Linked DNA regions of Macaca mulatta: region 2 is linked to region 1. The links are chromatin contacts, called in public Hi-C maps. All regions are on one chromosome and are shown on one strand. Each heading gives the region's core, a stretch centred on a gene start, on an enhancer-like site or on the middle of the called end of the contact. The rest is flanking DNA. Distances are from core to core; before and after follow the strand shown.

The links. A called contact is a pair of places that touch in the nucleus more often than the background predicts.
Region 2: a Hi-C map of fetal cortex germinal zone shows a contact between it and region 1, with 1.9 times the contacts expected there. The contact joins the promoter of PPP2CA here to the promoter of SKP1 in region 1. A contact is called at or near these places in 2 of 14 Hi-C or Micro-C datasets (fetal cortex germinal zone and liver).

Annotation. Positions count from the first base shown.
Region 1 is chr6:143,076,591-143,080,565 of T2T-MMU8v2.0, forward strand. SKP1 (S-phase kinase associated protein 1) reads right to left here and starts at 2,332. Exons shown (of 6, transcript NM_001193590.1): 1 at 2,233-2,332.
Region 2 is chr6:143,126,598-143,130,868 of T2T-MMU8v2.0, forward strand. It overlaps PPP2CA (protein phosphatase 2 catalytic subunit alpha), which reads right to left and starts at 2,332. Exons shown (of 7, transcript XM_015140928.3): 1 at 2,020-2,332. The coding sequence starts at 2,121.

The DNA.
Region 1 (3,975 bases), core at 1,082-3,581:
TGGTGGCGGGCGCCTGTAGTCCCAGCTACTTGGGAGGCTGAGGCAGGAGAATGGCATGAACCCAGGAAGCAGAGCTTACAGTGAGCCGAGACCGCGCCGCTGTACTCCAGCCTGGGTGGCAGAGCAAGACTCCGTGTCAAAAAAAAAAGTTAAGCAATTAATTCCAAAGGACTTGAGTTCTGGCAAAAAAAAAAAAAAAGGAATTTAAAATTAAAAGTCCAACAATTTCTTACCATCTTCAAATTCTTTTTTTAAAAAAGAAAACATACATAAAAGAAAAACAACAACAAAAAGAGTAGCAATACCTGGTACAGATTAATTCAAGGCCTCTTAAAATTCACATACAACTTTTAAAAGGCCCATGCTTCTCAAGTATTCATAATCCAATGATGTCACTATTAACTTATGGTACCTCTGAAGTTTTCTAGGTGTGTTGTATTAAAAATCGCATATATTTTCACAAAAGTGTATCATTTGGCATTTAAAACATGCATCACACCCATTTTATGTTCAAAGACTTATGACCCATTACATCGGTTAAAATATTCATTCAGCTTCTCTGAGACAATTGTCCGCAACCCCAAAGCAAACAGGTTCTTAGGCAAAGGAAGCAAAAAAGTAAAGCGTGTTTTAAAACCAGCCACTGAAATATCCTACTCTCACTCATCCATGGTTGGAGAGAATCAGATTTCACTTTGCAATTCACAAACATGTCTGCTTCTCCATGTTGCTTAGCGCTTGCCAATAATGCCGTTGTCCCTGCTCAATGAAGAAGGACCCAGAGTAGAGGACCCTTCCTGTGACAAGACAACAATAAAAGGTATCTCCAAAAGAAAATATTTTAACGTGAGTCCAATTTTTAATTATAAAACATTTAAACATGTAATTTTTATATCAGATAGTACTGAAATGAACAGTGCAGAATCACAAGTCTAACAATGCAGTTGATAAAATTACTCTAAAAGCAAGACGACCGTTTCATATTTCTTTCAAATAACTCAAGTGCTTAGTCATAGTCAAATTCGTGGATTGGGTTACTCTTAAGGGAGTTGAGATCTTACTAAATAGCAGGTAGGTAATCGGTTAAATCTGTAATTCGATGCACTTGGTAATACTAAACTAAAAGATAAGTTTTAGTGTTACAGTAGAATAAAGTGCAAAATTTTTAAGTAATAATGGATGAAATTTTGATTTGAAATGTTTTCAAAACAATTCCATTCTAAAGAAAGAGGCCTAAAGGCTCCTGCACTTGTAAATAATTCTCCATGGCCAGCATAAAGTGGGTTCTATCACATCATAAAGGGAAAAAAACCCCTGCGTTTTAAGTGACCCGAAATTCTGCCACTGCTTTTTAGACTGCACAGTGGAGGAGACTATTGTTCTATGACACAGATACATTCTATTGTGACGCTCTAATGGAAAAATGCATGTTCCTAAAACCCAAACGTGAAGTTCCCACTAAAAGTGAACCAAAGCAGCTGGACATCCTATTTCTTTAAAAGCCAGACACTTCGAGTTAAGTTATACACAGCTCTTACAAGTCACACCACTCTGAAGATGGTATCTGCTATCACAATAGTTATTTCAACGACTCCAAGTCATAGCAAAACAACGCGAAGAAATATTTACAAGGAACAGGCGGCTATGTGCAGAAACTCGGCGCCCGCACACAGTTAGCCAGGACCGACGGGTAGCTAGTGACGCCAGACACGGGGGAGAAAGGATGGCAGCCAAGAACCGGGCGGCCTCAGACCACCACCGCAGCTCTCCCTCCCGACCACAACAAAAGCCAGACACCGACACACGCCCATGCTCACGACAGCCAAGGGACCCCCATTCACAACCCCGCCGCCACCCCCGCCCTAGTCCCCGGGACAGCAGGCTTAAGGCCAAGAGAGGCCCCCGGCCATAGCCTGGGCCTTGCAGCCGAGCCTGCGCCGGCTGACGCTCGGCCGGTGCAGAGAAAGCCCAGCCCGGGGTTCGGCTCACACTTATGGAGCGCTGTGAGGACGCGCGGCCAGAGCAGGCCTCGCTGAATCGGGGGCGGAGAGGGTGGACGAGACCTGATGGTGTCTCCCGAAGAACGGGGTCGACAACACGATCCACCGGGCCCGAAAGAAGGCCAGGCCCAGTCACCGCCCGCCGCGGGCAGGCCCAAACCGCAGCAGTGAGGCCAGCCTGCATGCAATCCGGGAGCCACGACCCTTTCCAGCTCAGTGGGCGGCTACTCACGGTGTTCGGTGTTAAGGAGACTGCCGGCGGGAGGCTGACGAGAGCTAGGAGACGTCAGCGGAGGAACAGAAAAGCGGAGGACGAAGCCACTACAGCCTCTCGGCGCGGCGCGGCGTCTGCTTTATAGGAGAGGGCGCAGGCGCCGAGGACCCCGGGGCGCGCGGCGTCACACAGCGGCTGGGCTGGCCGCCGAGATCGCCTGACGGCAGGCCGAAGACGGCGGGGCGGGCCCAGGCCGGGAGGCGACGAGGAGCTGCCGGGGCGGCTGGCCGGGGGGTTGGGGAACGGGAGAGCTTTCGCCTTTCCCTAGCTCTGAAAGCGCCGCGCTCTCTCATCAACTGGGTGCCGAACCCTGACTGGCCTAGAAAGGTCTTTCAGGCAGGGGCGCCCTAAGCCGAGTAAAATACCCCAGCTAAACGGCCTGGAAAAAACAAAACGGGGCGTGTGTGCGCCTATGTGTGTGTTCCTGGGAACAACAGAACGGGGCGCGCGCGCGTGTGTGTGTGTGTTCATTCCTGGGAGGGGCTGCGTGTGTGTGTACGCGCGTGTGTTCATTCCTGAGGTGTATGTGTGTGCGCGCGCGGGTGTGTGTGTGTTCATTCCTGGGGTGGGGATGGGGGGGCGCTTGTGTGTGTGTGTTTTACTACTGAACTGATACAGCTTGTCCAGCCTCCATTCTCCACAGTAACCCTCCGAGGTGAAATAGTGTTAGCCTTTTCGCCTCTGCAGTGAGGGAACAGGTTCGGAACGGTTAAGTGGCAGAGCCAGGATTTGAACATTACTCCACAGTTAGGTGCCGTTAGCCCTTATTTCCTACTATTGACTTCTAAAGAGGCTTCCGTGCCAAAAATAGCCATCGTCGTAGGGAAACCCCAAATCTAGAGAGATGGCTTCCATCTAGCAATAGGTACCCATTCCTTCACTAAACATGCTCTGAGCCCGACATGCGAGGCGTGGTGCTGGGGATTCGGCAGTGAACCAGGCAGCCAGGGCCCGGCCTGGACAGAACTCTTGTCTGGGGTGCTCCCAGGAAGGCTGTGATGAGGTCGATGGAATGAAGCCTGCAGTAAAGGAACGGGAGTAGTCTGAAAGCCCCACCCCGCTCTGCTCGGGAACGTTATTCTCCCTGTCCTAGGAGACTGGGCGCCGGGCTCGTCTAGCCAATAGGCACGTGATGGTATCCCTGACACAGGAAGACAAAAGATACTTCCACACAGGGCCCCCTGAAGAAACCGGAGACGTACAGTGCCTCTGGGATGGGACTGGGCAGGAATGCCAAGCAGCTTCTTGAGTTACCAGGTCTTTGTCTACAAGCTGTGGTATCCAGTGTCTGCCAGGTGCCACAGCTGATGACAGAAGATGAAACGCCTGCAGCTCTCAGATATTTTCTCAGCAGCACAGCCCTGCCCTCAGCAGCTCCAGCTTCAGGCCTCCTAGGCAGGGCCCACTGGAGCCCCTTTGCTCCCCTGCCTATGGTATGCAGGGTGATACCTTATAAACTCTCCTTGAGCATCCTAAGCAGGACTGTGCAGTGTCAGGTCATACAGCTAGCCTGGGGCCCCAGCACAGGGTCTGGCGTAAAAGTAGGTATATGCTTTTCCAAATATGTCTGAGAACCCCCTTTATTAGAATCACCAAGAAATGCCTACTTTTAAAAGAGATTTCGGGGCCGGGCATGGAGGCTCACACCTGTAATCTCAGCACTTTGGGAGGCCGAGGTGGGCAGATCACTTGAACTCAGTA
Region 2 (4,271 bases), core at 1,082-3,581, 50 kb after region 1:
ACAAACCCTCTACTTCCATGCTCCATCTCCCACACCTTTTCATACCACGCTTTTCTTTCCAACTAGATTTATAACTCCTTGACAGTAAGCATACTTATTCTTCATTGCTTTTCATTTCCCTCAAGAGAGTATGCAATCTTGGATATTCAATAGGTGTTCAATATTAAACACACTAATTTAAAACGGAATTGACTGTATAATCTCAGAACACATTTTAATTTATAGACAGGAAAACAAGGACCAAGTTAAGTGGTTGTCCCAAAGTCTCTCCCAATTACTCAAGTAGGAGCGGAAGGATTCATGTCCAAATCTAACTCGCAGTCCAGTCTTTCAGTTACGTCATTACCTCCCTCCTTTCCATGTTTTCTTCAAAAGACTAGTCAACTGGCCAACTATTGACTTAAAAGTCATATAATGCACTGAGTTCCAAAAATCGGCATATGTATAGTACCTAGAAATTAAGACCTGGCAATATACATTCATTTTGAAAGGCCAATTTTAAACCTTCAAAATAAACACCAACCTCATTTGATGTGAGAGGGTAAAGAAACAGGAGATTTAATACATCGCTACCATTAAAAGCCATCTCCAACAAATGATGTACCACCTCATCCACTAGTAGTAGTTTTGTTCAGGCTTGGGAGAAATAAATCTAAATTTGACTTACTTAAATTCCAATTGTTCACAACATGGCTTCTAAAAAAGCCTGTCTTGAAAACATATACATCAAACTCATGAACCTAATTTTCACATCAAACCACAAACAGATCAGGGTAATAGTTTTCCATTGATTCTTTTCACGAATACAAAATGCTAATATGATACTCCACCATTCCGTACTAAAGCGACATGCTGCAAAGTTAATTTTGAAAAGGGAAGCTAAAATGTTCACAGCAGAGATCAGCATTTTGTGTACTTTAGAAAACTGAGTTACAAGAATTTAAAAATACAACACACAGCTAATAGTTAAATTAGCTACCTGTTTCCCCAATCCCTAGGGGAAAACAAAACGGAATTAGCTAATATAAAGTTTAGGGTTAAGTGGACTACAACATTCTATTTTCAGTGTGAGACATTATTTAAACACTAAGCACAATGTCTGGAATACAATCTCAGTCGACAGTTATTACTACTACTACCAGCAGTCACAAAATACTATGAAGTAACTTTTGCAACAAAGATACAAAATTTACCGCTCTTCCATTTTATGTTGTTCATTTTAAAAATAAATGGCAAAATGCCAAGTGTGTTAAGCTTAGAGAAGGCTTTGAGTCAGCATATAAATCATAGATTCAAGTGACACTTGATTGCCAATCCAAAAGCTCCTTATGTAGTATGACTCACCAAATTCCCGATTTCTTCCAACTATGAAAAATAAGTTAAACTCCTATCTTATACCTACCACCATGACCTTCGCAGAAATTAGGTTAAGAGAATAATTTTTAAATTCTTAAAGACACCCCTTTGGTTTCTGGAGAAGATCGCTTAGTGAGTTTAATACAAGCCACCAAGGGGTACTAAACTTGTGTGACCTTTAGATATGTTCTGGGATATGGTCTAACAAGACTGCCTGTGGGGATCCTCTGGGCAGCTTTGGACCTAACTAGGCCTGGGTACAAGCGGAAAGACTCTTACTCAGCCCACCGTAGAGGCCCAGGCTCCATTCCCAAGCCGCAGAATCCAAGCCAGCTCACCCTCAAAACCGTCCACGACGCTGACCCACAGGGTCTCCGCTCCCCCTGCCACCTCGTCTGGCGCCAAGGCCGGGAGACTCAAAAACCCAGGAGTCGGGTGAACGGCGCCATTTTAGGCGGCGGTGGCGGCGACAACCAATCCCTGCGCGGGAGGCAGGGGGCGCCGGGTCGCTCGGAAGCCGCCGCCGGCCGGGATGGGCGCCGGTCTCGGAGGCTCGGGGGACCCGGGCCGGAGGCCTCCGCCATGTTGCACCCTCCTCACGGCCGCCTTTTCCTTGGCGGGCTTGGCCCCGCGGCAGCTGTCCGCAGCCGTAGTACAGCTCACCTTCTCGCAGAGGCTCTTGACCTGGGACTCGGACAGCTGCTTGCACTCGTTCAGCTGCTCGATCCACTGGTCCAGCTCCTTGGTGAACACCTTCTCGTCCATGATGCCACCCGCCCCAGCCGGCTGCCGCTCCGCGCTGCTCCCGCGCCGCCGCCCGCACACGGGCCACACGCACACGCCGCCGCCGGTTCCTCCTGTACTTCTGGCGGCTTTTGAGGCTGGCGCTGGCCCGCTGGCTCTCACCGCAGTACTCGGCCGTCGGCCGCTGCGCCTCCTCCTCCGCTCGCTGAGGCTCCAGAGCTCGGCTCTCTGTAATGGCGGCCGCCGGGCGTGGTGACGTCACGCCCGGCGTCAGGAGGCGGCGGGGAGCGGAGGGGAAGAGGGCCGGGGAGCAAGCTGCGCAACTGCAGAGCCCACCCCGGGCGGCCGCACAACCGGAGTTGGGGCGCAAACTGGGGGTCAAAGCGCAGGCGCGACGTAGCCGGTTGGTAACTGAGGCGCCTTGACTTTTTGGGCGTGGCTCCCGGAGGGCGGGGTGGTGGGGGAAGGGAAGGATGGAGCTGGAGCATGCGCAGTGCGCACAGCGGCGAACTGGACTAATCCCTTAGCGCTAAACCCTGAGAGGAGAGGACTTGGACCGCGCGCAGGCGCAGACCGGGTGGAAACCGGGGCTACTGACGGCCTGGAACTGGTTCCCATGGGAAGGCTGCTCTGGTGATGAACTCAGCTCCTCACCTGGGGCCTGGCAGCCCGATCACGGAAACGAGAATTGCGACCCCATGGCTCATCCGGGGTGCAGCGGCGCTGTAAACGTGTGGGTTTCCCTCATCTTTGGGGGCAGGAACGGGCAGCGAGTGGCCGCTTGGATTAACCACCTCCACCTCTGGGCGCGGCTGGCACCTTGTAATTAGGTCACTCGTAGGTGGAGGAGCGTGTACCTACCGGGGGAGTGCCGTGCAGTGCACCTGACTTCCCCGGCACATACCTGTCCCCGGACTTAGGTGTCTCGTCCGGCGCGATGGCGGGGGCGAGGTTTGGGCTTTTCTTTGAGCCTCGGACCGCGGCTCGCTTCCACGCGCCCAGCTCCTCGCCCGTGGTTGCTTTCCTCCAAGTTTGATTCCCCCCTGGGAATGAGAAACCCTCAACCGCTGCGCGCCCTGGCCTACTTTTAAGAGGGGAAGCCCAGAGAAGATGGATGCACCTGTCCTGACCGCGTCTCGGTGGCGTTAGAAGCAGCTGTGATCCGTGCTTAAAAGAGAGCTCGTATACCCTAGGATTGGACCTCTGTCTGGTTATGAATCGCTTTGGAGTTTGCAAAACGTTTTCACATTCCACTGTCCCTGCTTTTAGATAAATACCTGGTTCCATAGAACGCCAGCTATGTGCCAGAACCAGAGGGGTCATCCAGACGGACCAGGGACCCTGCCCTGGAGCTTGTATTCTCCCAACAGTACTGGCTGAAGATGGTTTAGGATAGGCAGAAGAAAGATCATAATGCCCCCAGGATTTGAGAGATATAGAAGCTTTCCAAAGAACATTTAACCATAAAGGGCAAGGCAAGAGCTGAACCTGATCGCCTATCTTCCAGGCGCCCCACCCTCAGTATCAGGCAACCCTTCCACACCCAAGTGCTCAGCGATGCTTGGGAGGAGAGTGCTCAACCTGCCACTCTGAGGGCGTCATCCCCACCAACAGGCTGAAGAAGGCACTGGAGGTCCCATCAGCCAATAGCAGGACTGAAAATCCTTCTTTATCCAAGACAACCTGTTTGGCGAGGCCGACTGGCTTGGCCTCCTTAGGCTGGAAATTGCAATTCTGCTTTCCCTTCACACCTCCTATTAGTGTGCACCAAAGAAAGTACCTCAGATCTACTCTTCCAGAAGTCTTACCACATACTTAATTTACCAGATTGGGAAAAAGACACTTTAGCCCAAATTCTGTCCCTGCTTTGCAGTTAACATCCCCAAACAATAGAAGGGAAGAGTTAAGACCAAGTGGAATGAACAAGGAAAAAAAATCATCACTTAATGCCCGTGATTATAAAGCCATACCCAGTGTGCTGTCTAATCGTATTCTTTACCATTGCCATGAACCTATGTGAGAAATGTCTAATAGGGCAAGAAGCAGACGGGCACTCAGAAAAGAGAAGGGACTTGCCCGAGATATTGGTCAGGATTTAAAACTGCTTACTCCCAAGTACAAAGTCTCAGTCACAGTCATGCAGTTGACCTTCCAAGGTCTGACTTAAGGAA